Linked DNA regions of Mus musculus: regions 2, 3, 4, 5, 6 and 7 are each linked to region 1. The links are chromatin contacts, called in public HiCAR-type, HiChIP or PLAC-seq and promoter capture Hi-C maps. All regions are on one chromosome and are shown on one strand. Each heading gives the region's core, a stretch centred on a gene start, on an enhancer-like site or on the middle of the called end of the contact. The rest is flanking DNA. Distances are from core to core; before and after follow the strand shown. Region 1 holds the start of Hmmr (hyaluronan mediated motility receptor (RHAMM)). Region 2 overlaps Ccnjl (cyclin J-like). Region 3 overlaps Ccnjl (cyclin J-like). Region 4 holds the start of Ccnjl (cyclin J-like). Region 5 holds the start of C1qtnf2 (C1q and tumor necrosis factor related protein 2). Region 6 has its middle 3.8 kb from the start of Mir146. Region 7 has its middle 46 kb from the start of Gm12146.

Evidence for each region. Promoter capture Hi-C pulls out the DNA fragments that hold promoters and counts their contacts. HiCAR-type assays count read pairs that join an accessible place to other places. HiChIP or PLAC-seq counts read pairs in DNA pulled down with a chosen protein or histone mark.
Region 2: a promoter capture Hi-C map of embryonic stem cells shows a contact between it and region 1, with 6 times the contacts expected there. The contact joins the enhancer-like site here to the promoter of Hmmr in region 1. A contact is called at or near these places in 4 of 39 promoter capture datasets (the HPC-7 cell line, cranial neural crest, embryonic stem cells and 1 more) and 6 of 115 datasets of contacts at active chromatin or transcription factors (acute myeloid leukemia, astrocytes, embryonic stem cells and 2 more).
Region 3: a promoter capture Hi-C map of cranial neural crest shows a contact between it and region 1. The contact joins the enhancer-like site here to the promoter of Hmmr in region 1. A contact is called at or near these places in 9 of 39 promoter capture datasets (the C10 cell line, cranial neural crest, embryonic stem cells and 5 more) and 5 of 115 datasets of contacts at active chromatin or transcription factors (embryonic forebrain, embryonic stem cells, epiblast stem cells and 2 more).
Region 4: an H3K27ac HiChIP or PLAC-seq map of embryonic stem cells shows a contact between it and region 1, with 8 times the contacts expected there. The contact joins the promoter of Ccnjl here to the promoter of Hmmr in region 1. A contact is called at or near these places in 8 of 39 promoter capture datasets (the C10 cell line, cranial neural crest, embryonic stem cells and 4 more), 10 of 115 datasets of contacts at active chromatin or transcription factors (embryonic forebrain, embryonic midbrain, embryonic stem cells and 6 more) and 2 of 9 other capture datasets (adipose tissue and liver).
Region 5: a contact with region 1 is called in an H3K4me3 HiChIP or PLAC-seq map of forebrain, with 17 times the contacts expected there. The contact joins the promoter of C1qtnf2 here to the promoter of Hmmr in region 1. A contact is called at or near these places in 3 of 39 promoter capture datasets (cranial neural crest, frontonasal cranial neural crest and hippocampal neurons) and 4 of 115 datasets of contacts at active chromatin or transcription factors (astrocytes, bone marrow-derived macrophages, embryonic forebrain and 1 more).
Region 6: a contact with region 1 is called in an H3K27ac HiChIP or PLAC-seq map of large pre-B cells, with 14 times the contacts expected there. The contact joins the enhancer-like site here to the promoter of Hmmr in region 1. A contact is called at or near these places in 9 of 39 promoter capture datasets (the C10 cell line, the HPC-7 cell line, cranial neural crest and 5 more), 1 of 484 Hi-C or Micro-C datasets (B cells), 8 of 115 datasets of contacts at active chromatin or transcription factors (the 230-238 cell line, Th17 cells, acute myeloid leukemia and 5 more) and 3 of 9 other capture datasets (adipose tissue, liver and macrophages).
Region 7: a HiCAR-type map of astrocytes shows a contact between it and region 1, with 11 times the contacts expected there. The contact joins the enhancer-like site here to the promoter of Hmmr in region 1. A contact is called at or near these places in 5 of 39 promoter capture datasets (cranial neural crest, hippocampal neurons, liver and 2 more) and 4 of 115 datasets of contacts at active chromatin or transcription factors (acute myeloid leukemia, astrocytes, large pre-B cells and 1 more).

The regions. Positions count from the first base shown.
Region 1 is chr11:40,731,786-40,735,598 of GRCm38.p6, forward strand. It overlaps Hmmr (hyaluronan mediated motility receptor (RHAMM)), which reads right to left and starts at 1,652. Exons shown (of 18, transcript NM_013552.2): 1 at 1,529-1,652. The coding sequence starts at 1,574. It overlaps Nudcd2 (NudC domain containing 2), which reads left to right and starts at 1,876. Exons shown (of 4, transcript NM_026023.5): 1 at 1,876-2,369. The coding sequence starts at 2,181.
Region 2 is chr11:43,584,809-43,588,621 of GRCm38.p6, forward strand. Ccnjl (cyclin J-like) reads left to right here. Exons shown (of 6, transcript NM_001045530.2): 6 at 484-2,191. The coding sequence ends at 907. Among named protein-coding and RNA genes, the nearest start is that of Fabp6, 15 kb to the right of the region's middle. Within about 2 kb of position 1,978, at least 18 of the 459 cell types and tissues checked have an H3K27ac peak or open chromatin away from gene starts, as enhancers often do. A contact at or near this core is called in embryonic stem cells and hippocampal neurons, where this site is marked.
Region 3 is chr11:43,546,213-43,550,025 of GRCm38.p6, forward strand. All of the region lies in intron 2 of Ccnjl (cyclin J-like), which reads left to right. Among named protein-coding and RNA genes, the nearest start is that of Ccnjl, 19 kb to the left of the region's middle. Within about 2 kb of position 2,144, at least 102 of the 459 cell types and tissues checked have an H3K27ac peak or open chromatin away from gene starts, as enhancers often do. A contact at or near this core is called in liver and neural tube, where this site is marked.
Region 4 is chr11:43,526,665-43,530,477 of GRCm38.p6, forward strand. Ccnjl (cyclin J-like) reads left to right here and starts at 2,085. Exons shown (of 6, transcript NM_001045530.2): 1 at 2,085-2,303; 2 at 2,691-2,795. The coding sequence starts at 2,733.
Region 5 is chr11:43,472,501-43,476,313 of GRCm38.p6, forward strand. It overlaps C1qtnf2 (C1q and tumor necrosis factor related protein 2), which reads left to right and starts at 1,806. Exons shown (of 4, transcript NM_026979.5): 1 at 1,806-1,887. It also overlaps the pseudogene Gm12151.
Region 6 is chr11:43,368,724-43,372,536 of GRCm38.p6, forward strand. No RefSeq gene overlaps it. Among named protein-coding and RNA genes, the nearest start is that of Mir146, 3.8 kb to the right of the region's middle. Within about 2 kb of position 1,583, at least 3 of the 459 cell types and tissues checked have an H3K27ac peak or open chromatin away from gene starts, as enhancers often do.
Region 7 is chr11:43,268,413-43,272,225 of GRCm38.p6, forward strand. No RefSeq gene overlaps it. Among named protein-coding and RNA genes, the nearest start is that of Gm12146, 46 kb to the left of the region's middle. Within about 2 kb of position 2,034, at least 34 of the 459 cell types and tissues checked have an H3K27ac peak or open chromatin away from gene starts, as enhancers often do. A contact at or near this core is called in astrocytes and hippocampal neurons, where this site is marked.

The sequences.
Region 1 (3,813 bases), core at 402-2,901:
TGAGGTAGAAAAAGCTGCCATGGACTTACAAATATTAAATATCTGACATATTATCTTTGACACTGTAAGCCTTAACTACTGCTCCTTAAAACCAAACAGCAGCTGAGCCATGTGTGTTGTGCAGGTCTCTTAAGTTTCAGTACTTGGGAGGTGGCAGCAGGAGTACAAGGCTAGCCTGTGCTACAAGAGACCTTGTCTCAAAACAAAAACATCTACCCTGTTCTGTAGAACCTAAGTTGTCTGAGTTCCCTGGAAATGGTGTGGCCATGGAGATGGCTGTGTCTGATCACTCACTTGACCTTGTGAATGGAGGAACGTTGATAGAAACCAGATAGAGACTACTAACCAGTACATGCTACAGAGGATATAAACCGGCCTTTCATCTTCCGCTCCATCACTTACTTGCTGGCTGCATAATATAGTCAGAAACTCTCTCAATGTTCTCATTTGTAAAGAGTACAACTTTGGTACTTTTCTCGTCTAGCTGTTCAAAGGAATAACATATAGACCTTACGACAGTACAGCTGCACAGTTAGCATCTATCACCTCACACCCAAGGCTCTAGTTACTTGTGCATAAACCACAGCCCTTAAGAGCATAGCATATATCCTTGGAAGTCTGGGTTCCCACTCCATTTCTGCCAATTTAGTTTCATAAAATTGAGTGGATTTCAGTCTCATTTTTCATTTACTTCCAACATGCTATTAATTTGTTGTAGGTGTGAGTTACTGACAGTCTATGTAGCTCAGGCCACTAGGTCTGGAAGTGTCTATTTCTTACAGGTGAAAACATTAAAAATTACTTTATTCTAACTGTTTAAATGCTATCACCATCTACACTCAATTTACTCTGTCATCTACACACCAAGTTCCACTATTCTATTGTTAAAATGCTGAACATTACTTAAGAATTGTTTCATGAGATGGCTCAGTGGGTAAGAGCACTGACTGCTCTTTCAAAGGTCATGAGTTCAAATCCCAGCAACCACATGGTGGCTCACAACCATCTGTTATGGGATCTGAGGCCCTCTTCTGGTGTGTGAGGACAGCTACAGTATACTCATGTTAATAAATCAACCTTAAAAAAATAAAATATTAAAAAAGAAATTCCAAAGAACTGTTTCACGAGTGGAAAAGAATCCGTGGGCAGCTGTCTTTACTGAACAGATTTCTCAGTCTTTATGCTTTTATATCTGAATGCAATGTCAATGCAGAAAATTCTAAAGAGAGTAACTTCTTTTTAAAAAGAAAAGTAGCGCCTGCCAACTCCTAATCCCCTTCAACCAGCTGTGGTTTCTCCATGGTGTTGATGGCATATTTTGGAATCTCACGCTTGAAGACTCGCTGTGTGCAGGGATGACCTCATTTCACGTAGGGCCGCGTCTCTACCATCCCACACTGCGCTAACCAGGTGTTTACTGCGTGAATTTGGAGAAAAACAAACACCGCCCCAGCCCTAACCTGGCTTTCGAATGACTGGGAAACGAGGGCACATCCCCTTCCCACCCTGTTCCCCCACCCGTACGTACCCGAAGGGTCATTGAATCTCTTCAGGGGCGCCTTAGGAAAGGACATTCTGACGCCTGGGTCCAGATGAGACAGCAATCAAACGCCCCAGCAAACTGTCAGCTCGCCTGAATTCAAATTTACCTCAACTTTCCCCCTCAGCCAATCAGAAAACCTAAACCTATCTGGCCAATCCTGCATGGTCCAAAGAGCATGCGCACTAGATTCCTACCGCCGCCCAATCGGAAGGTTTGTAAGTTTAAGCTAGTAGCCAATAAGAGGCTGCTCCTGATCGTCGCCGCAAACAGCTCTATCCAATCACTTCTGGTTTTACTCAGTTTTACTGGGTAGCCCAGTTCGCGCAAGCGCACTTCACAGGCCGGTGGACGCGTCGGAATTTTGGCGTCACACAGGTTTAAAGATCGCAGGCACTTTTCTCCTTTGTTCCGGCGTCAGTGTTCTTTGGATGTCAACATCTCTAGGCTTCGGTCGATTTCACCAGGGCTCACGAGTGTCTTAAATGGGCTCTGAAAGGGAGAATTTTGCACACTCGGACACGCCAGTTTGGACTCTTGCGCATGTGCAGTGACCCCAAGGCGCCGAGGGCAAGCCCAGAGCCTAGTCCCGCCGGTGTAGTGCTCTCCCGGAGCCGTGTGCCTGCGTGGCGTCTTCAGAATGTCCGCCCCGTTTGAGGAGCGCAGCGGGGTGGTTCCTTGCGGGACTCCGTGGGGACAGTGGTACCAGACCCTGGAGGAGGTGTTCATTGAAGTCCAGGTGCCCCCCGGCACTCGCGCGCAGGACATCCAGTGCGGCCTGCAGAGTCGGCACGTGGCTCTGGCCGTGGGTGGCCGCGAGATCCTCAAGGTAGCAAGCCAGGGCTTGTCCCGAGTTCCTTCTTCTGGCTTTCCCGCACCCCGAGCCCTAAAATTCACGGTGTCAGAGGGATGACTGCTGGGTGTGGCAAGGTTAGTTCCTGGCTGGTAGAAAGAAGTGGTAAATTGTTCTGGCGAGGGGTCTCCACGGAGCACTGCACCCACAGAGCAGATTTTGCGCGGGTAGAACTCAAAGATTTTGTTCTCCACTTTATTTCTAAAATAGGTTTGGGGTGCTTTTATTTCCTCCGGAGTTCCTGCTGACAGAAGGCTAAGTAGGTCAAAAGAACGAATATGCGTCTTCTGGGCACCGATGGGAGTCCCAGAGACTAGACAAAAGGATTCTGAACTCTGTTCATGACGTGTAGGCTAATACAGGCACTTACAAGCAAGGCTAGGGTAATGGGATGAGGATTCCAAGATGTCAGATTGGTTTTCTAAATAACAAGTTTCTTGCATGTTGATCTTCATCGTAGTGAAAAGGTGTGTGAAGTTACCTAATTTCACCAAATTTTTAATCTGGTCACATTTCCCCGTTTTTGGTTAAGAATTTATTAAGACTCACATAACAATCAGGCTATACTTTACACCTAGATTAGATGCATAGCCTGTTGGAGGATGACTGTATAATGTAGTGGTGAACGGAGACATGATACTGTGTTTTGTAACCTTGGGCAGGAGAAGGAAAATTAGTCAACAGCTAATTGGATATCAATTTCTGCAACATGTGATTTGAACCTTTTTAAGAAACTGGCCTTTTCTAGTGCCAGCTTCTCAAAAGAGATTGAACTAGCTTTAATAACATTGAGTTTAAAAGAGAGAGCACTTTTAAGGCAGGTGTTGTGGTGCACGCTTTTAATCCCAGCATTTGGGAACCTTAGGCAGGTAGATCTCAGCTCAGCGAATTAGGCCAGCAAGCCAGATGTACTAAGCCAGCTCCATGACTCCATAGAGCAGTGGTTTTCAGCCTTTCCTAATGCTTCGCTCCATTAATAAAGTTCCTCATGGCCGGGTGTGGTGGGCACACGCCTTTAATCCTAGCACTCAGGAGGCAGAGGCAGGGGGATTTCTGAGTTTGAGGCCAGCCTGGTCTACAAAATGAGTTCCAGGACAGCCAGGGCTTTACAGAGAAACCCTGTCTTCAAAAACAAACAAAAAAGTTCCTCATGCTGTGGTGGCCCCCAACAATAAAAACAGTGTCCTTGATACTTCATAAGTGTAATTTTGCATTTACGAATCTGTCATTAAATATCTGGTATGTAGGATATCTGATATGTGACCTTGAAAGAGGTTGAGATGAACAGGCTGAGGACTGACAGACTCTGCTTCAAGAAAACAAAACATAGTCACCAGGTGGTGGCTGTACACACCTTTAATACTAGCATTCAGGAGGCAGAGACAGGATTTCTGTGAGTTTGAGGCTCTTGGTCTATAGA
Region 2 (3,813 bases), core at 728-3,227, 2.9 Mb after region 1:
TGACCGATGATGGCTACTCCAGTATCAGTCCCCAGGCTCGTGTTGCTTGTCATTGCTTGCTTCCAAACCCCAGGGGGCAGTTTGCTTTGTAGCTGCTAGAGATTCTCCCAGATGGGGATAGAGCGGGCCCTGAAGAACCTAGAAAGTAGCAGAGGGGAGGGTCTCTGCCAAGTGCTGGGGTGCTGAGTGAACAGAAGCAAGTGGGACCCAAATTACCTGCTGGGGCTTTAACAGCCAAGGTGTGGAGGAGGTTCAGGAGCTGCGGGGACAAGTTTGCCTACTCTTGCACAGGATCAGAGAGGTTTGGGGACAGAAACAGCTGCAAGCTGAGACCTGAGGCCTGAGTCTAGTAAGTCGATAGCCGTGGCTGTGTTATAATGTGTCATCGTTGAGTGGTGTGGCACTGTCCCACTTACCGAGGAAGGTAAGCAGGTGCCTAGTGGCCTTGCATCTCCAAAACTCACTTGAGCCTTTTCCTTTCAGAGCCTATGACAATGTCCTCAAGGATGCCGTTGCAGTCAAGAGCCAGACGCTGGCCATGGTGCCGGGCTCATCATCAGCTCCCGCCCAAGTGCTGTTCCAACCGCCCACCTACCCGACTCTCAGCCAGCCACCGCCAACAACTCTAGCCCAGTTCCAGAGTCCAGCGCAGGACTTGTGCTTGGCATATCGGGACTCGTTGCAGGCCCACCGTTCAGGGGGCCTGCTCTCAGGAGACACTGGTCCATCCCTCCACACGCCATACCCAACCCTCCAGCCCTTGGATATGTGTCCTGTGCCCGTCCCTGCATCCCTTAGCATGCAGATGGCCATAGCAGCTGAACCCAGGCACTGCCTTACGGCCTCCTACGGAAGCAGCTACTTCAGCGGCAGCCATATGTTCCCTGCAGGCTGTTTCGACAGCTAGGCCACACTTGGACCACAGGGAGAATCCTGAAAGATCCAGACAAAGGAAGTAAATACCTAAGAGGAGAGCTCATCCAGGTGGGACAGAGAACCTAGTACCTTTAAGTAGAGAGGGTCTTTGCTCTTTTTAAAAACAAATCAACAGAACAAAACATCCAGGGATACGCCCAACAGCATCTCTCTGGGAAATCCTTCCGTGTATGCCTGGAGGACAAAGACATGGCTCTGTGACCTTTCCCCTGAACTGCGGATCCGATGGAGCATATCAGACTTGGACAGTGAGGACTGCATACATCCGGACTTCTCAAAGACTACTTTTCATAGCCATACCACTGAAAAAGAAGGGGCACCTGACACGTCTGTCTATGTCCCTAGAAGATCCATCCTGAGTGTCTTTCTCTCCCTAGCTCCACTCCAAGGGTCCCATGGCCCGTGTTTAGGCCTGAGCACTGAGCCCATAAGGCACAGTAAGTGGCTATCTTGCCTGCCCTTTGTTTTTGAACCCCAAATCTTTCCATTCTTCTAGCTATTTCACATGCTGCTGCTTCCTGGAACAGTCTAGCTTTCTATCCTGAAAAAAAAAAAAAAAATCTTGTTTACATACCGTGTCAGGGATTTTTATGATACTTGAAAATTCTGTAGGAGCAAAAAGTTTGAATTGCCACACTGTCTGTCTGTCCCACATGAGGCTGTATCTTTTATTAATCCAACTTGGGACCAACTGGTGGATAACAACAGCGAGGGATACCACCTCTCAGGCTCACTTTGCAAGAGTCCACCCCTGGGATGCAAGTGTTCGCCTATTGGACTTGGATTACTGCCCCCTGGTGGGGGAATGTTGTTTGAAGGAGACAAAGGTTTGAACTGGCCCTTACTTCCCTCCACCACTTGCTTTTAGTGCTGAGGTTAAACTGATCCCAGACTTGAGTTTGGCCAATACTAAAGGGTAGTCATACTGTGGAATATTAGAAAAGTGGGGAGGAAGGGACTAACGTGGTATATGACACCAGCGTTGACAGGCAAGAGATTGCTAGAGCAAAAGCCCATGTCTGGGATTTGCAGTGCGAGGGCTCAGGAACACTGTCACCATGTGCAATATGTTATGACTATGACTCACAGCCTGTGCTTAAGATGTTCTTGTGGTTGGGTTTTTTGGTTTGGTTTGGTTTTTGGGGTTTTTTTGTTTGTTTGTTTTTTTCTTGGTCAGGGGACATGCTGTTCACCCATCAGAATTGGAAGGGAGGTGCAAAAGACCACAGAAACAAATTGTAATTTAGTTTTTGAAACGATTGTGTCTCTGTTGGTTTTTGTTTTCTTTTGGTGGGGGTAGGGACTTTTTTTTTTTTTTTTTTTTTGAGATCGATCTGATGTAGCTAAGGCTACACTCAAACTTAGTGCAGAGCCAAAGCTGGCCTTGAACTCCTGCTCCTCCTGCTTCAGCCTCTGATGTATCCACCACACCTTGCCTGCCATCTTGGTTCTCTTTGACTCATTTGCCAATCCAAGAGACCATAGCAGGGACGGCCAGGAAGGTTGGCCACACGCTACTGAGTCAGATTTAACGGCGATAGGGCTTTTCTGAGCAGATGGATGTCTCATGGAAACAGAGGAAGGAAAGAGCTGGATGCAGAAGAGGAGCTGCCATTTTCTCAACCAGCATAGGAACCTGCACATTCGTTTGTTATTTGTGTGTGTGTGTGTGTGTATGTGTGTGTGTGTGTGTGTGTGTGTGTGTGTGTGTGTGTGTGTGTGTGTGTATGTTTCGGCTCCTGCCCCTCCATCTCCTTTACCAGTCTCTCTGTTTGTGTGTAACTGGTTTGGAGTCTATTGTATCTGTCTGCCCTGGGCTTGGGCTTTTGAGAGAAGTACCTCCACTGGGGCCCCAGAACTAGCCTGATTCTCAGGACCAGATGTCCTGCAATAAACACATCACCTGCTCTTGGTCTCTGCTGCCTTTGTCTGGACATCTCTTAGCAAGTCAGCCCTTTCCCACATCTCTCTACTCTACCTCAGTGGGAGTCTCCTTTGGGTGAGAGGTGAAAGAGATTCAGAGGTTTATGAGATTTCTCATGCCTGTGACAGAATGACCCAATAAAATGTTTATTTCTGCTCATGGTTTGAAAGGCAGTCCACTGTGGCAGAGCAGCCATGGCAGGCAAGGGGAGCTTGTGACAGCCGTGGCAGGAACATCTTCATGGATCAGGAAGAGAAATGGGACAGGAAGTAGAGTCAGGCTGTCAGTGTCAAGGCTGGATCCCTAGAGATCTACTCCCTCCAGCAAGGTCCCAACTACAAAAGGTTCCACAACCTCCCAAGACAAGGCCACCAGCTGAGGACCGAGTATTCAAACACATGAGCCTGTGAGGATCCTTTTACATCCTCTGGACCTGAGTCCTACCCTCTAAGCAGGAACTGACTTTCCCTGGGCAGAAGAATGAGTGAGGCTTGACCTCCCAACCTGCTCTCCTGCATCCACCATTGCTCTTCAAAAGCAAACCAGTAATAGATTTGCTGCAAGGAATTGACGCGCACAGCCATGGAAGCTGGCCAACACAGAATTCTTAGACTTCACGTCAGCAGGTAACAGTTGATATGACACAGCGGTGAAGTCTAAACTTTGCAGGGTTGGCCATCAAGCCAGGAACTTGGGTAATTTCTTTCTTGCAACCTTGAGGCAGCGTTCCTTTTCTGGAAAACTTTAGTCATTGCTCTTAAAGCCTTCAGCTAGCTCAGTGGGACCCCATTCACCTGCTGCTCTTGAAGTCACACATCTAAGAAAATAATCACATCCGGGAGGGAAAAAATCATCAGAGCAATGCCTAGACTAGTTTTTCATTGAACAACAGCATCACAGCTTCACAGAGTGAAACCGCATAATTAGCTATAGTTAGTAGCTGTTGGGAGACA
Region 3 (3,813 bases), core at 894-3,393, 2.8 Mb after region 1:
GCCGGCACTTCTGAGACCGACACAGACATCAAAGAGTTTGACATTCTACCAAGGGAAGGGTGCCGGAGGGGGTGGGGCAGATATCGGGATCTTTGCAGACCTGGCCAAACATCCCCACTGCCAATAAGTGTGACTCTGTGAGGGCTTCGTGCAGGTTGTGATGCACATGTCCTTACTTGTTCCTTAGTTCTCTCCCTCTGGAGAGCCCCCAGGCAGAGCCGAGGAGCAGCAGAAACAGTGGTTCCTTTTGTATCTATTTTCCCTTGTTTTGTGTGAGCACTTGTGTGCATCTGTGTGTGTGAGTGCAGATGTGTACACTGTGTGTGAAAGTCAGAGAACACCTTTGCAGCGCTTGGTTCTCAAGTTTTTGTAATGTGGGTCACAAGAACCATCAGAAACGGTGGCAAGCATTTCTACCTTCGGACCTAGCTTTCTCACTGGCCCCAGGAGCAGTGGCTCTAAAGCCATCCAGCCTGACTTGACATCACCATCTCCCCTTCCTGTCTCAGAAATGCTGCTCCCACGTCATAGCAGGGAGGTGTCCCTCTTTGGGCAGTAACACCCCTACATTGGCTACCCAGAGAAGGATGCGGGATAGCTAAGGGAGCCTGAGGGGAAAAGGGAACACAAAAGGCCAAAGGCACAGGAAGGATTTCCCCCCAGACATTCCATTCATTTAGCCACACATGCCTTCACCGGTTCAATAGGTGTTCATTAGCCCTTACTGGCTGGACAGTGGATGGCTGCATTTCATGAGATGGAGGGAATTCAATGACTAACACTTTGTTTGAAATACCTGCTGGTTGTGAGAAACTCCTGAGATGCCGTCATATGGGACAGAGGTTGGGGTAGGTCTCTCTAAAGAGCAGTGGCAGAACGGAGAAGGGCTGAAGGAAGAGAAGCAGTCCAGACTTTCTAAAATCAGGGCTTACCACACAACATTGCCACGAAATGCTATGCAGCCATTGCAAATGTTCAAGGAGCCCTCATGAACAGGAAGCTGTTGTGCGATCCTCTGTCCTGAGAGTTGCATGAAGAAAACTTAGGGGATTCACTGTGTTTTGCTGTGAATTTCTCTGAATCAGAAATCAAGCATCATTTGGGTATTCCAGTGAAAAGCTGGAGAGATGACTCAGTGCTTAAGAATACTTGCTGAGCTTGAAGAGGACCCAGGTTCAGTGCCCAGCATTCACATTGGGTGGCCTTCAGCTGCCTTTTACTCCAGTTCCAGGGCATTTTACGCCCTCTCTGGTTTCCAAGGGCACTGCACAGAAATGGTGCACATAAACTCATGGAGGCAAACCCCTGCATACACATAGAACAAATACGACTTAAACTTCATCCTTGAACATAAAACTTAACTAAGACACTGGCTGCTGTGCACACTGTAGAAGGGTGCAATGGGTTGCTCACTGAGCAGGGCAGCTTCACAAATAAAGAACTGATTGAAGGGGCAGGGGAGAGAACCTTTGAGTTTGGCTTCAATAAAGGAGAGACCTGGTTCCCTCCACACCTTTTCTTTTTTTTTTTTTTTTTTGAGCTTGAAATCTGGTAATTGAATTATAAAATTATATTTTGATTTTTTTTTTAATTCAGACAATGTTGAAAAGTTTGAAGGCAAACCCATGCAAAATATTGGCCTACTTCAGCCCCTGCCCAGATAAGCTCTGTGAGCGTTTTGGTGTGTCATAGAAAAAAAAATTTTTTTTAGTCAATGGTAAATATTAAAAAAACAAAACAAACAAACAACAACAACAAATCACAAACAAACAAGGAAAAAACTGCCCTGATAACAAGAGCAGGCTTTTATAAGGTGCATCTCCTTGAATTCTGATGACCATGGCCATCTGTCCCTGGACTCCATCTGCCCATCCCTACATGCACCTGGGACAGAAGGCACTCCTGCCTGGCTCAGGTGATAAGGGGCCAACATCTGGGGAGTTGGGATCCTCAGGAAGCCCCTTCCAATTTGTCCCTGTTGTCTCCTCCCTCCTGCAACCTTGGTGCTGAGAGGAAGGTCACTCTGCCTGGCAGCCTTCCTGCAGCCCACCCTGCCAAGCTGGTGGTTGATGCCTGCCAAGCGCCTGTCTGATCTTGAGAGAGCTTTGCAAGCCGCCCTGGGCAGGCTGCTCCTTTGTCCCTGAAATCCAGGCCACTCGCCAGGGAGGCCTGCTTCCTGTACTCAAGCTGCTGCGGCCCTGGAAGGCTTAGGTCAAGAGTGCTTGGGGAATGAAGAATGTGGACCCTTAGGGCAAAGCCCCGTAATGAGCGCCTCTCCCCCGCTAATTGGGTTAGCCATGTAATCAGCTGGACTTCCAAAGTTAAACAGGGCAAGCAAGCTGCAAGCCCTGAACTGCTGTTCCTATGACAAAGTAGCACCCTTTTCTGGGGTGGGGGCATAGAAAGAAGCCCAGGTTCAACATGACTAATTCTATTTGGTTTGGGGACCCTGCAGAGCAGGCTAATAGGCAGTTGTCCTTTTCACCAGAGGCCTCCTTAGTCCCAGCTGTCCACACACCCCAAGGTAGAAAACTTTGTTCCATGTTACGCAAAGTAAGTTTCCTTTACTTTGAAAGCACTCTAGCCTTCCGCTAAGCTCTGGGCCTCAGATAAACCCCTGCTTATCTGCAGTTTGATTACTCAGTTCCCGGGAAGGACCATTCTCCATTCTCACTTGGATGACTGGTGTGTGCCAAATACGTTACATTTACAGCAACATGACCCGTATTTCTCAGACAAGGTCACTAAACGTCAGAAATTCCTACCCAAAGTGAGTAAATAGTAGAACTGAATTTCCCAGCCAAAGCTGACTTCACAGCTTCGTTGGAGCTGCTACCACACATCAGGGAGTTTTTGAAAACAAAAGAAAGACAGCCGTTCTTTTTTGCTCAACATACATTTTCCAGCACCTGCTTGTGTGTCCGCCATTAAATTGGGTGTGGGGCAAACTGTATATGTAGCATCTGGCCTTGGCTCTCTGGAGTCTGCCTTTCAGTGGGAAGACACATAAGTAAGCAGAATTTCAGCCATGATGAACAAACACCGGGAATGTAGGTCAGTGGGTCATGTGCTTGCCTAGCATACAGGATCCCTAGCGTCACATAAGTGCGTGGTTGCACACACTTGTGATCCCAGCACTTGGAAGGTAGAAGGAGGAGGATCAGGAGTTCAAGGTCACCTCTAACCACATCTTGAGTGGGGGCCCAAGATGAGCTACATAAATACACTTCTCCAAAAGAGGGTGGGGGACAAGGAAAAGGAATAAGCAGAATGGGAGGGTCGAAAGAAATGAGAACCCCACTTGGTACAATAGAAGTCAGGAGAGTCTCCCCAGGAGTCAAGATGAAGCAGGGAAAACGACCCAGGGACAGTTGTGGTTGTCAGGATCTTGTCGGCCTGCACATAGTCTTTGCTAAGAAGCTCTCCCCTCGCCTGCTCCTTGGCATGCTCTGCCACCTGTTACCTTTTCCTGCATCTTTCTCTGTGCTTTCCTATCCAGAAGCTGCCCTGAGTAAAAGAGCCTTCCTGTGAGAGGACACGCAGGGCACTCCCTCGCTCACTCGCTCGCTCACTCCGGGAGTCTTTTTTTCTTACTTGGCAAGAGGGAGGGAACTGGAAGGTGCTGAGCTTGGCTGCTTTGAGTTGTGAGGGAGGGAAGCCAGGGCCTCGCCTATCGAACTTGTGCCTTGTGGCTGCGCTGCCCTGACCAGGGTAGCATGGTCAGGGCAAAGGTCACTTGGCAAAGGCTAATACGGCAGCTGCAGCCTGACCAACTGCGTGGGCTGAATTTAGAACTCCGTCCTTAGAGGAAAT
Region 4 (3,813 bases), core at 835-3,334, 2.8 Mb after region 1:
GACTGCTACCCTACCCCCAACTCATTACATATTCATTCCTCTCAAAAAACGTCATAAGAAGATCATCCTTATCCAATTCCACTGCCCACGTGGTGTGTGTGTGTGTGTGTGTGTGTGTGTGTGTGTGTGTGTGTGGCCACTGCCCACGTGGTGATGTGTGTGTGTGGGGGGGGGCGGTCCGAGTTTTCTTTTTTGAGATGAGGTCTCATTGTGCAAGCCTTGGCTGGCCTAGAACTCACTATGGATACCAACCTGACCTCAAACTCTAGGAGGTGGAGTAGTTGGATGCAATGATACTTTGAAACTTGTTGATTTATGTTGTTTTTCAGAAAGATGGCATTTGCATTCCCAAGAAGGTTGTATATTTACCCACCTTAGGAGTCCCTTGGCAGTAGGGGAGAGATGATGACTGAGAACAAACTATGAGGACACATAGGTGCGAAATGCCACAAAGGAACCCATTACCTTGTATGCCAACCGAAAACATTAACAAACACTAAAAACATCTTTGATAAAGATCTGCTCCAGCTTTTAAAATTGTAGTTTGTATCTGTTTGTTATCTGTTTGTATCTATGTATCTGTTTGTGTATCTGTGTATCTACTTGTGTATCTGTTTGTATCTGTTTGTTAGTGAATAGGGCATGAGATTTTTTTTTCTTTGATGGCCTGCCTGTCCATGCTTTGCATCTGATTCTTCATGAAGGTCTTAGGTCACATTGATCTAAAGATATGCATACATGATTGCATATATATCACATTTGTTTAATCTCAGGTATTTTTTAAATTTTTATGAGGGCTCATAAATGCTAAAACTTCTTTTCAGTACAAGTTCATCAAAGCTAAAAAAAAAAACATAGAAAAACAAAACAAAACAAAACAAAAAACCCTCAGCCTAGACAGGGTTCAAACTTCTGTGTAACTCAGGCTGCCCTTGAACTCCTAACCCTTAAGCTACAGACAGCCTTCTGAGTGCTAATGTCGCAGGTATGCAGTACTATAGTAGCCTTTCAAAACTAAATTGTATTTTTAACCCGTAAAATTTTACTTGCGGCTTGATGATGGTGGCACACACCTTTAGTCCCAGCTCACAGGACTCTGTAGTCCTACAAGACCTCCCTCAGATCGCCAAGTTCAAGGCCAGCCTGGTCTACAGAGCAAGTCCCAGGACAGCTGGGGCTACACAGAAAAACCATGTCTCAAACCACAACAAATATCTATCTTGTAGAAAACTAGGCAGAAACTAAAGTCTTTTTCGTGTAATTATTTATTGACTGGTGACTTTCTAACGGGCCTAGTGGTAATCCTCTTTCGTGTCCTTTCTCATTTAATCATAATGTATCCCCAGCAGATTATTGTAGTTTGTATCCCTCTATTACCTAAAGCCAAGCTCTAAGTGGTTAAGACACTGGGTGAACAAAAACACCCAGGTAGTTGGTGGACTTGATTTTAAGTTAGTGGGATCACCAAAGGGCTCACAAAAATCAGCACAGCAGGATGTTATGCCATTATACTGCAGGCTCCAGAAAATGCCTTTCTGAAAACAAGTAAATTAAAAGGGCTTTCTATCCCGCAACCTGCCACAAGGACTGTTTCCCTGCAATGCTCAGCATGGATGCACGCTTAAGAGTACAATAAGATACTCACTGAGCCCTCTTTATAAAGAGGAACTCGTGCGTATCCAAGGGTGTCTTCTCTGGGGCTCCTGTGGGAATTGTTTGAAAATCTACCTCCCCATCGCAGGGCAGGCTGAAAAAGAAAGAAAGACAGGTGGAAGCGTCTGCAGGTTGGCAGGAGCAGCGCATGCGGAAGTCAGAACTTTCTGGGGGCGTCCTGGCCGCTGGATCCACGCGCGGCACACGCAGGTGGCGCCGCGTCCCCCGCGCTCCAGGATCAAGGGGGCAGGGTCACTGGGGATCGCCCCCAGAGTCCCAGGGAAGGTGAAGCCTAGCTTTCTGCCCGGGCGAGGGAGGAGGGTGGGCAGGAAGCGCAGCTCAGCGCCGGGGAAAGAAAGACTGCCATTCCCAGCCCCCCGCCCCGCGGGGCGCGGGGTGCTGGCGGCGCATGCGCGAGGCCCGGCCCCCAATTCCCCGAGCGAGGGAGGGAGGCCCCCGGCGGCCCGAACTGCGAGCCGCGGCGGGACCGAGCGCACGCAGGGGCGCGCCGGTGGCCGGGCGGGACGGGCTGCAGAGGCAGCGGTCGCGAGCACGCGAGGCCAGGGACCGGGCGGCCATCGGAGGGCACTACGTACCCGGTGCGGGAAGGGACCCACCACCCGCGGCCCCCCACGCCGGGACAGCGATGCGTGAGTCTGGCCCCGGCTCGAGGGCAGGATGTGCGAGCAGGACAAAGGCTAGGCGGCGGGGGAGGAGTTGGGGACTCTGAGCCAGTGACCCAGCCAGCCCTGGGAGAGCTACTACAGCCCGCAACTTTGCAACTTTTGCAGAGGGGCACATTGGATATTCTGCAAGTTGTTGCACACAGTTCCAGATAGCCCCAGGTTGGGCGGGCGGAGGGAGGGGAGCGGGGACACTGCTGGCTCTTCAGGACAGCGGGCGACAGCCAGCTCCACGGTGCAGGGCAGGAGGGGGCGCCCGTCCCGGACTGGGACAGGGACCGAGGAGGATCAGGGTCACTGAGGGCAGGGTGAAGGAAGAGTCTCCGATCGCTGAAGCTCCTGGTGTCCTCGCAGGGTGCGCCCCGAGATCCCGGTAGCTTCATAACTGCGGCGGTGATGGATGAGCCGTGGTGGGAAGGGCGCGTCGCCTCGGACGTACACTGCACTCTGCGCGAGAAGGTCAGTTCCTCCCCGCCCTTGTCACTCGCAAGGACTGGGTATTTAAAGTCACTTTCGGTCTCCTGTGGGTGTCTTCAGGATGCCCCGCATGGGAACTCAGCACTCTTGGTGCCCTTTTATTTGTGCGCCTGCTCTTTTACCTTCATGGGGAGTGTGGTCTTCTTCCAGGCAAAGGACCTGGAGATCCAAGAACTTGAAGTCGGTTTTTCACCAGCCACCTAAATGAAGAATAGTTCGTATCCCATTGGATTTCCTCCCGAGGTTACTTTACATGGTACAAGAATGGATTAAAAAAAAAATACTGTGTATCCATTACAGTGTGTAATTCAAAGACACATAATACCACCTACTATACATAATGCTGATTTTCCCTATCATTGTAATGATGTTGTAGCAATTTCTTTTAAAATATAATTACTAGACTAGTGCATAGCTCAGTGGTAAAGCAGATGCCTAAATAAATCTATGCAAACGTAGTAAAGTTACAGTTCGGTGTAAAGAAATATTAGGTAGATGGTGGGAATTCATTGTTAAGGCAGGAACTGAATGAAATTTAAAAGTCTGGCCTGGGGGCAGTCCTAGCACTGTGGAGACAGCAGAAGGATCTCCACAAGTTCAAGGTCAACTGAAGCGTCAGGAGGAGCTCCAGGAAGCACAGGGCTACACAGTGGGACACTTTGTCTCAAAACGAGAGAAAGAAAAGACACACTAGCCTTAACCGAAAGAGGTTGCAGACTAGAAAGCTAAGGGAGAAAACACAAACTCCCCTGCCAGTTGGCCTCCTGTGGTAGAAGGTGGGCTGGCTGAAACTTGATCCCCCTCTCAGTTCACCTCCTGTTGCTGAGGCTGCTGTTGGCCACTGGGAAACTGGGAAAACCCAGAGGACTGAATGAAGGCTTTGCCTCTTTCTTCCTGTACCTGGGCTGGGAAGGATTGTTTGGAGACTTGGTGTGAATGGAAGCAGAGCTACTGTAACAAAGTACTAGAGGCTGGTGGGCATCCGATTTCAGGATGTTGG
Region 5 (3,813 bases), core at 556-3,055, 2.7 Mb after region 1:
GTCTCTGAAGTTAATACTTCAGAAGAAAATCGGTACCTTTCTTTTCTTTTTTGTTTTTCTTTCTTTTTTCTTTTGTTTTTTTTTTTGTTTTTTTTTTTTTTTTTGTTATGTTTTGTTTTTTGAGACAGGGTTTCTCTGTGTAGCCCTGGCTGTCCTGGAACTCACTCTGTAGACTAAGCTGGCCTCGAACTCAGAAATCCGCCTACCTCTGCCTCCTGAGTGCTGGGATTAAAGGCATGGTACCTTTCATGAAGATCACATGGGAGGGTGAATTGGTTCACTTGGACTCATGTCTATCTTGTAGGCATGGCCAGTCTGAGACCCACTGACCTCCACACACATGCATATAAACATAAATAAATAAATAAATAAATAAATAAATAAATAAATGTAAGTTAATCTTTTAATTTGTTGAATAAACATTGAGCCCACTAGCATGTCTTTGTATCATTACTTATTTTGTATTATGCAATATAATGCTAATATATATGATGGTATTAATATAACATTTATGATCACTACAAATTATAAATTTATGTAATATCAATACTGATCTCTGCATAGCTTGATAACTTCCTAAGTGTCTTATGGGTGAGTGTCACAGCTAAGGGAAGGAAGGCAGGTGCAGGTGAGATCATTATTCTTCCTCTGACATCTCTGAAAGTGAAATACTGTCTATGCAGTCCACTGACGTGTCTAGGGGAATGCAATCAGCATTGGACTTTGGAGGCATTTCTGCATTAAAATTCTGACTGTAAAGTCTGCATCTTGTGACAGCTGTTAGCCAGATGCTCCTGCTGCTCAGTGGGGAATACTAGGAGCTAGAAGAAGGGAGCAGAGGAAGGAAGGGAGAGGTGCTAATAACAGGCCTTTGGTGTTTCTTCTTCTAGTGTCTGCTTGTTATCTAACTGAGATCTCTCTGATGTCTTGGATGCTGAGATCACCCAGGGTGTTCTCTCTCTCTCTCTCTCTCTCTCTCTCTCTCTCTCTCTCTCTCTCTCTCTCCCTCTCTCTCTCTCTCTCTCTCCATAACTTGAGGTAGACCTGAGAGTCAGAAGGATAAAGAAGAAACTCATCTGCAGAGGACAAAGAGAGAGAGAGAGAGAGATGAGGGCAGGGACATATATGTTCCCATCTGTGTGGACATTGACATCCAGAGAAAATCCTCACGTGTGTACGTGTGTACGTGTGTGTGTGTGTGTGTGTGTGTATACAGAAAAGAAGCCACTGAACACTCAATGTCACCTCACACAGATACTTAGCCACTATCAGACACACCCAGTATACTCCCAGTTACACACTCAGCTCAGTCTTCACCATGAATCTGCACATGCATACTGGGGTCTGACGTATATTTGAATGCATAACCTACACACACGCACACACTACTACTACTACTACTACTACTACTACTACTACTACTACTACTACTACTACTACTACTACAAAACATGTATGTATACCTTATAATCACTGTCCAGTGCACGAACATTCAGTGAACAAGGAAATGCTCTCTCCTGAGACAGCCTCGGATCCACCAAGAGATAAATGCCCACGTGTACACACAGATGGCTCTGCAGACACTGGCGAACACCGCAATAACAACGACTCGTGTACTAAACCTTCAAATGCTCTGACAGCTTCTACACACATAAATGCATCGACACACCCAAGTTGCCCCCATCGCTAAAAGTCTTTCTAAAATCCGAAGGGAAAAAGAAGGCCAGCTGCTAGCCAGCGCACGTGACCGGGAAGGAAGGCACTCCCGCCCATGACGGGATGGGAAAACTATGCCTGGGGCCGGCATCTCTGGCTGCTGCAGGCAGGACTGAACACCACCGGAGCAGCGACGTCGGATGGCCCTGGATGTGGCTCGGTGCACAGAAGGTGAGTGTAGTGCCCCTCAGGACAGAGAGTGGGGCGGACCTGGAAGAACCTTGGATGCTGCAGGCGCGAGATGAGGTAGCAGAGAGCTCGCCCCGGGATGGGGATAGACATCGGGATGGGCCCCTCTCCACCTCTGCCTCCCTCGGGCATTACAGCCCGGATTCAAACATTTCTAAGGAGCATGCCATGTGCCAGGTTCTGACTGCTGGCTCGCAGGTTAAGAAAGAAAAGAGCCCTGAGGTTTACTGAGAACCTATTTGGTACCACGCCCTCAGGCCCTGAACTTGTGTGCTTTCGTTTCCATGACAACGACTTATCTATCTTCAAAGGAGGAACTAACTTTAAGGACAGGCTCTGGGCTGCACCGGCAGCAAAGGTACTTAACTCTTTGTGTCCAAATTGGACGCTTGGGTTCACAGAGTTAACCTCAATAGGGCTCATTATCTCTTTATCTCTGGACATTTCTTTAAATACATTAAAATGGGGAGAAGGGTGGTGCAGATTGTGCTCAGAAAGCTATAGTAAATGACAGTCAGAAAATTACATCAAATTCTTCACAATTCTCTCCTCTCCCCCTGCTTCATCAAACTCCTCGTCTCTAAGCCTCGTCTTTATTTTCGTTAGAGCCAGGGTCTCCTATGGCCCATCCAACCTTGAGCTCACTATGTAGCTGAGGGATAACCTTTGACTCCTGCTCCTCCTGCCCCTGCCAATGGTGTGGTAGGATTCCCCGTGTGTCACCACGTCGGATTTATTCAGTTCCAGGGAGCAAACCCAGGTTTTTTTTGTCCATGCTGGCCAAGCTCTCTCCCTGCAGAGCCATACTCCAAATGCCCTTGCCTCATTTGTATCTCTATACAGTTCACATTTTCTACCACCACTGCCCTGGGATCCACTCCAGGAACCTCAACACCCAAACTATCACAGTGGCTGATGGTGGTCTCCCAGCCCATCCAGTTCCTTCTGTAACACACGAAGGCCTTCGTACATCTCAGTGTGGTGCTCCTCTGCCGTGACCATAAAACTGGTCTGCAACATTCCAGAGCTCCTTCCCGTAAATGACTGTCTGCCAGAAACTATACACAGCAGACCAGCAGCGTTAATAATGACAAAGGCATTTAGAATTATTAAAAATCTCTCTTCCCACTGTTTTACTTCGGCTCTCCCATCTACACAGGATTATTTGGTATCTGGTTGCTACAATCACTACTCCGCTCTCCACCACCAACTAACTCAACCCCTCTGCTTGCTCATCTCTCCAGACATCGCCTCTGCCCTTTTCTGATTTAACTAGCAAAGCACACTCGAACGTGCGACGGCTTCCCAGATCATGACATTTGTTCCAGTAGGGTGAATCAGAACTCTTTACACAAGTTCAAAGTCATCTTTGAAGCTACTTGACTCCATGAAGAAGTCAGCAAGATCCCCCAAGAAATTTCTGTGTGTGTGTATGTATGTGTGTGTGTGTCTGTCTGTCTGTCTGTATGTATGTGGATGTATCTGTGTCTGTGTATCTGTATGTCTCTGTGTATGGATATATCTGTATATGTATGTATCTCTTTGTGTCTGCATGTGTGTGTTTTCTGTGTGTGTGTGTGTGTGTTTATGCATGTGTCTGCACGTGTTTCCTGTGTGTGTGTGTGTATGTGTGTATCTGTGGTGTATCTGTGTGTGTTTTCTGTGTAAATACATGTGTGTATGTGTTTCTCTCTGTGTGGATGTATCTGTGTGTGGATACATATGTGTCTGTGTGCCTATATGTCTCTGTGTATGGATGTATCTGTGTATGTATGTTTCTCTGTGTGTGTCTGCATGTGTGTTTTCTCTGTGTGTGTGTGTATATGTATGTATCTGTGTCTGTGTGTACGTTTTCTGTGTGTGTTTGTGTGTGTGTGCTAAGGAGGACACATGTACTTAAGTGATGTA
Region 6 (3,813 bases), core at 333-2,832, 2.6 Mb after region 1:
AAAGGGGAAATTTCCTGTCTGATTGGTAAAGAGTTGGATGCTAGAAAAATCATCAGAAGCCATTGTGTCTGGAACCTCTGGATTATAGCAACTAGGCAGAGCCGTGGCTACTCAGACTGTCACGTGTCCAACTTCCCAAATAGCCCATCATCGTGAACTGATAAATCACGCCCTTCCTTGTTGTCTGAAGATGGCTAATCAATACTTCCATTATGATTATCATTACTCCCAAGACTCGTCTCCAGCTGCATCTGAGCTATTCTTCCTGAGGAGCCGAGGATGATGAATGTGCTTCAGAGATCCCATAGATCACAGAAATAAAGGGGAAAAAAGAACTGGAAAGGAACTTAGGAATATAGTGCTGTCCTAGAAACTGCTTGGTGGAATCTATCCTGGGTTGGGGCTAAAGTGACAGCACCCTGGAGCGGCTGAGTCGCTGGACTGAGGAGTGACCTAGGACTTACCTTCATTCACAGCTCTTTCGGGTGATTTAATACACTGAAAATTGTATCTTAAGAATCCAGAGAACCAACATAGTTGAAGTGAACTGTACCTACCCTACACAAGACTGAGCCTGTCAACAGCCAATCACAGAATAGGGAGGAGCTCATAAGCCCCTCCTCCTTCAGGATGCACTATTGGCTACTGTTGGATTCTTGGGCGGAACATTGGTTGTCTTCAGGGATCCCACCAGGCTAGAGTGGACAGTTCCAAACCCATGGCCACACAGGCTCAGTCCTGACTTATACCAGTGGGTCGTAGGCTAACAGGCGTGAGTGAGGCATGTAGGGAAGAGAGGGAGATAACAGGAGTGAGAGAAAGTGCAAGAAGAGTAAGCAGAGTTCGCTAAATACATGTATGAAACTCTCAAAGAACAAATTGGAACATTTCCTCAAACGAACTTGGAGCAGACTCTCCTCTGGTATAAACCTTCAATAAGAGTCTGGAAGGTCTGTGGGCCGGCTCTTCAGTTCTCAGAGATAGATGGGTTTTGCATGTGCTTGTGTGAGCCCAGAGTCTTCCGGGTCTCCGTGAGCTACAGTTTAGCTCTGTCAAATAAGGGTATCTTTTGACTGACCTCGGTAGCTACAAATATGAGAGTCACACAATGGGCTGGTCCATCGAATTCCTCAGCCCCGCCCTGTTTCTATTTCAATGGGTCTTTTTTTCCTCTCCCGTAGGACCTGGGCAAGACTAAGGACGTGCATCACCAACCAGTTTCCAGATTCAGTGATGCTGCTGGTCCAACCCATATGTTGAAAAACACCTGCACACATAGAAAGCAGCACATCTATGCCATGTTTGTGCTGCTGCTGCTGCTGTTTTGTGGTTGTTGTTGTTTGTTTGTTTGTTTGTTTGTTTGTAAGTTTGTTTTTTGTTTTGGCTAGGCAAAAATAATAATTTACCGAACAAATTACTTGTTACCATACACTGGACACACACACACAAATTCACACCCTATATAACCTTTGTGTTAAAGATTTACTTATTTTTATTTTATGTGTGTATGGAATGGAGATGTACATACATGCAGGTGCCCAAAGAAGCCATGTGAGGCCATCAGATCCCCTGGGGCTAAATCACAGGCAGCCGTGAGCTGCCCTCTGGGTGCTATAAACTGAACTCGGGTTCTCTGTAAGAGCAGTAAGCACTCTTAACTGCTGAGCCATCTCTCCAGCCTCTATTCATAGCCTCTGGGATGAAAAGACAGCACCAAGGAGATGGCTCAGTAGATAAAGCCCTTGCCATAAAGTGTGAGGGCAGATGCCAATGCTCAGGTCCCCAGAGCCCATATAAAAAGCTGGGCAGGTGTAGCCACCACCTGCAATCCCTAAATTGGGAGCCAGAAATTGGATCCCCAGGGCAAGCTGCCTACACTAGGCAGAACTGACAATCTCTGGGTTCAACAGGAGACCTTACCTCAGTAAATAAAGTAGAGATGGTGGAGGAAGACCCACAGCATCAACTTCAGTCCTCATACACACACACATACACGTGAAAAAAGTATTACAGGGGCTGGAGAGATGGCCCAGTGGTTAAGGCTCTCCCAGAGGTCCTGAGTTCAGTTCCCAGCTCACAGCCATCTCTAATGGGGTCTGATGCCCTCTTCTGGTGCGTCGGAAAAGAGCAATGGTGTACTCATATAAAAAAATAAATAAATCTTTTAAATTTTTTAAAAACTATATTACATATTGCCTGTTAATTTCTCTTTCATCAGGCAACATACCAGGAACTCCTCTCCAACCATCTCTCACTGCCAATACTGTCTGGAATCAGTACAACTGCGCATTAAGTCTTCTACAATAGTTTATTTTAATTACAAATGCTCAGAGTAAGGGTCAAACAATAAAGAAAATTACAAAGAAAGAAAAATGAATCTCCAGTCTTTCCCTAGGGGGAAAAAGTCGCTGTTAATAAGTTGACAATCATCTTTCAATATACTTACTCTTATAACTTATAATTTGCCTATAATTTATAATCACACATCAAACAGACTATAACCTATGGGGTAACCTGACTTTTCTGCTTACACACAATAAATCTCTTTTTGTTGTGGGATGTCAACACTGACCTCTGGTCGCAGCTGAGATTTGCCAATGTTCTAGGACAAGTCACTGGCTAAGGGTCGGATAAGCACAGAATGGAACATAGGGGGTTGAGAGGCCTTGATTTGATCAGTAGAGCCCAGGGACCGATCACCAAGCAACCCTTTTCCATCTGAAGAGCATGGCTCAGCTTTAGAAAACAATATATTCTAGTGATAGTTTCCTTCCCCTACCCCTCTCAGTTCTTCCCCACTGCCCTGCCTCCCAACCTGTTCCACACCCTTTCTGACTCTACCTAAGAAACAAACAGACATCTAAGAAGTGTTAATAAAATAAAATTAATCAAAAACAGAATAAAACAAAACAACCAAACAATAAAGAGAGCCAAAGAAAAAAAAGCACAAGAAACTCACAGGTGCAGAGACTCGTTTACCCACACAGGAATCCCAAACACACACAAAACCAGAAGCCATAATAGATACACAAAGGACCTGTAAGGTTAAAGCAAACCAAAGAAGCCTTGACTTAACATTATAAGACAAAGAGCCTCAAAAGAAACTGTTGAATGTATGTTGGTCATCTACTTCTGGGCATGGGGATCGAGAGTGGCTTGTCTCCCCATAAGACTCTCTTAGAGAAAACTAACTTTTCATCTGTGCATAGCTATTACTTGAGACAGCTTCTGGGTTAGGGTTGGGGTCATGTGTCCACTTCTCTTGGCTCTAGGACCCCATTTGAGCAGGCCCTAGGCATGCTGTCTTGCCCTCTGTGATTCCATTGTATGCCAGCCCAGTTGTGTCTAGAAGGCCTTGATTTCTTGGTGCCCTCCATCCCTTCTGCCTCCTGCACCTTTTCAGCCTCCTCTTCTGCAAAGTTCCCTGAGCCAGAGAGGAGGGATTTTTATGGAGACGTCCCTCTTAAGGTTGAGTGTTCTGCGGTCTCTCATTCTCTGCATATACTCTGGCTCTGGATCTCTACTTGTTTCCATCTTCTGGAACAGGAAGCTTCTCTGATAATGACTGAGCAAGGCATAGATTTGCTTCTCTGGCTACTATGGCTGAAGATTTCCCATTGAGTCTGGTTCGGATTTTTTAATTTGACAACCATAGCTCTTTGGTATCAACTTGACAAGATCTGAAATTATCTAGAAGACATAGCTCCAATTATCCCTAGGAGGGGTTATTTAGATCGAGTTACCCCTGGAGGATGCCTGTGAGGTGATTAAGTTAATTGATGTAAGAAGAGCCACCATAAAGTAGGGTGGCAC
Region 7 (3,813 bases), core at 784-3,283, 2.5 Mb after region 1:
GGGGCATATAAAGTTTGCAAGACCAAGGGGCCTCTCTTCCCAATGATGGCCGACTAGGCCATCTTCTGCTACATATGCAGCTAGAGACAAGAGCTCTGGGGGGTTACTGGTTAGTTCATACAGAGACAAAGTTTGGAGCTGAGACGAAAGGATTGACCATTTAGAGACTGCCATACCCGGGGATCCATCCCATAATCAGCCTCCAAACGCTTACACCATTGCATACACTAGCAAGATTTTGCTGAAAGGACCCTGATATAGCTGTCTCTTGTGAGGCTATGCTGGGGCCTAGCAAACACAGAAGTGGAGGCTCACAGTCAGCTATTGGATGGATCACAGGGCCCCCCAATGGAGGAGCTAGAGAAAGTACCCAAGGAGCTAAAGGGGTCTGCAACCCTATAGGTGGAACAACAATTCTCACCCTCTTAACTCTTTCTTCTTCCATTTTCTCTTTCTTCCCCCCAGTTCACCTCTTACAAACCCTATTCTCCCTCTCAAAAACTTCTCAATGTCAGCTGGCAAAAATGGGCTGAGCCTTATCCCACAGGGATAAGAAAATCCCATTTTCTCTTTTGTTGCCTTTTCTTTCTAGTCTCTACTTTTGACTAATAGTCTCAGAACTTGGTCTCACTCTTCTCCTGTCCTCTGTGTTATTAGACTGTGAACAAGGTAGTAAGAATATGGGTTTGGGGCATGGGGAGGAAATGTGACTCACCATGTACAATACAAAAATGTCTTAAGCAAATGTCCACCAATATGCCATCAGAGTTTCTATTGTTAGTTATCCTCACTTTATAAGGAAGTATGCCAAGGCTCAAAAGAGTTAAGTGGCTTTTCCAAGAATGTACTGTTAATAAGGACAGAGCTGATATTCTCATCTGATAAGACTCTTGGACCACTTACTGAATCACCAGGGAACCTGGTCTTTTGGAAGCAGTGGGGTGTGACTATGATTTTCTAGAACAATCTTATGTCATGAACTCCTTCCAGATGTCAGCCTGAAACTCCAGCTGATTAAAATCCCTGCCTTGTTTCTTCCCAGAGTCCCCACTGGCACACACTCCACACACTGACACAGAGCCTGGGAGAAGTGGCATGAGGGAAGACATGTTGACATTGGCCCAGATCTAATGAGAGCTCCAACAGCCTGAGCTGTACCTACTAGACAAACCAGACACACGCTAGTCTCTGCCCTAGCTGCCTCCCCTCATGGGCTTGATCACATGAGCATGCTCAAGGGGGCTCTGCCTGAACTGTAATGCAGGAGGAAGGCATCCAACCCTGACTCTCTTCTTATTTTTAATTAGAAATTCCCATTAAAACCACTACAGCAATGAGACACACATCAGGCAGTATACTTCAGGACAATTAGCACACTCTTCAGGTGGCTAAAATGGCCCAGCTCTGGCCTGGGGCTGATATAATTGCACCAAAACATACAGCCCACCAGGAGGCTCACATTTCAAATGGAAAGAAACAATTAGTCATGTGTCTATTGGTCAGCTAAATCTGTAGGACATAATTTAGTATCCATAATTTAAAAGATTGCTAGGGGTGGGAATATATGGAAATCACCTCAGTATGTTCATAAGCAAATCTCTATCCTTCACATGCGACACACGACTAATGCTGGGGTCAGGGGGATAACTGTGTAAGGCAGGCTGGTCGTAACTGTGTGTTGGGAATCACTAGAGGCATGAGTATTCCATTCTTGGAGTGTTCGAAATAATTAGTGGGGCAAGTAGCTTCTGGAACCCCTATGTACCTCCCTGCTACTTTTTGAATTCCCAGGCCACTAATTAAAACCTGCCCGTAAGACAGCTCCTGGCTGAGTCACTATGATGATTCTGAAGAGTAAATAAAATGAGCAAATTGCAAGAGCAGAAGTGCTCTCGGAACACTGGGAGAGCTGTAGAAAAAGCCACCCCCAGGCTCCCAAGCCTCTGTTTGAAGCCACGCTCTTGGATTCCACAAGCACAAGCATTCTGAAGGCTTTTGCTAGTCCCTCTTGTCTCTGCGCTGAACCACTACACCCTTCCACAATCCGGCAGCGCAGCAGTAATTAATATTCAACTGGCATTTCCACTGCGCACTCAAAGCCTGTTCCTTCAGCCTTTTCAAATCCAATTCAGACCAAAGTAATCTTTGCCCTTGCATCTGGGTTCAGGCAGAAGCAATTGTTAAGACTGCAGATTGCCGTTTATTAGCATTTATTGAACAGCAGAGGAGCCCTGTGCAGTAGTGGTTGTCACTAGGTCTCCGATTTTCCAACTAAAATTAACAAGCCAGCAATGCATTTATATCAGGGCAGGAGGGAGACGTTTCAAGAGGAAATGATATTGATGATTTTCATAGGGACCTATTGACGGACTGTGAGACTTTGAAGGGATGATGGGTTAATAGGAGGTAGACACTCTTTGATCATTCCCTTGAAAGTCCCCTGTAGTCTGTCTTATTTGTGGATCTACAGAAAGTGGTAAAGCTAAGAAAGCCTTGATTCAAATTCTGAACTAATCCACTGGGTGACCTTGAACAAATTACTCTATCTCCTTCAAGATTCTGTTCATCCCCCCCAAAAAAAAGAGTTAACAAATCAGTTGGAATGCTAAACTGTATTCCTCAAAACCACTGGGAAGACGCAATCCAAATAGAGGATTGGATTCCCATCTCACATTACCCTAATTGGCTCTTATCCTACAGCTTCATATTCTAGGTCTGACATTATATAGGTATCTTCTCCATTTTACTCTGTGGGTCACAAATGTTAGAAACTGAGAGCTGGTCTCTAAAATCTGTTCTAGTTGTGAAACTGGTGAAGTGCTAAAAACCTGGAAGGCAAAAGAAAGCTACCATGCTTACATTAAATCAGCTACTGGGGTTTATCTTGAGAGGTCTAAGAGATACTAGAGTGAGCCAGAAGCAGGAGATGATCAGGAAATCCCAGCAGAGAGATCATCTAGAGGTGGCGTAGGTGGGTATGGAAATGTATGGAGGGTATGGATGATAAGAAAACAAGACATGCCAGCAATAATCTATGGCAGATTTTCTTGGCCAGATCAAGGTCTCTTGGTCCAGGCTGACAGATCCAGGAGGCTGACAGGCTGGAGGAGAAACACCCAGATGGCTGAATAGAAGTGTCCCCCATATGACTCTGCTACAGAATGAATCCAAGCCAACAAAGGAAATATTGAAGACAGTGACAAAGAGAAAAGTCTGGAAATGAGTTAGTAAATCATTAGAACCTTAGACAGCAAAGAGGAAAGTCAACGTGGAGAAGTTGCAGCTTATGAGGTCAACCTGGCTCCCTGTGAGAGGGGAGGGATTGAGGAAGTAGGGAAAAGGTGAAAAGTGACAGCAAATGGAACAACATTGCCTAGAAGATACACTAGCAAGAGAATTCCATTCCCCTTATAGCCTTTCAATACAGTTTAGAATGTAGGATAGTCTGAGGGTGGCCATTGTGTTTCAAATTAAAAATGTACATTAAGTCTCACCCAGCTCCCTAAACCCAAGCTATTACAACAATCCATGTTATATACCTTCTTGGCTTAGGGATTTGCAATTGTTCTTCGGAACAACCAGAAACCTTGGGCTGACAAATCACTCATATGGAAAAGGACACTCTCTAACATCCTACAACTTAAAGACCCATACTGAGTCCCAAGCTCACTTGCCTTGGCAAGAACTAAGGGATATTTCCTCCCCAGCCCACAATCTTAGCTACTGTTATAAAGTTCTGACTCCATCTGCACATGTCTATTAGGGATCAGTAAAATCCTCTGCCGATTCTCAGAACTCAGGAATGCTTCCTGG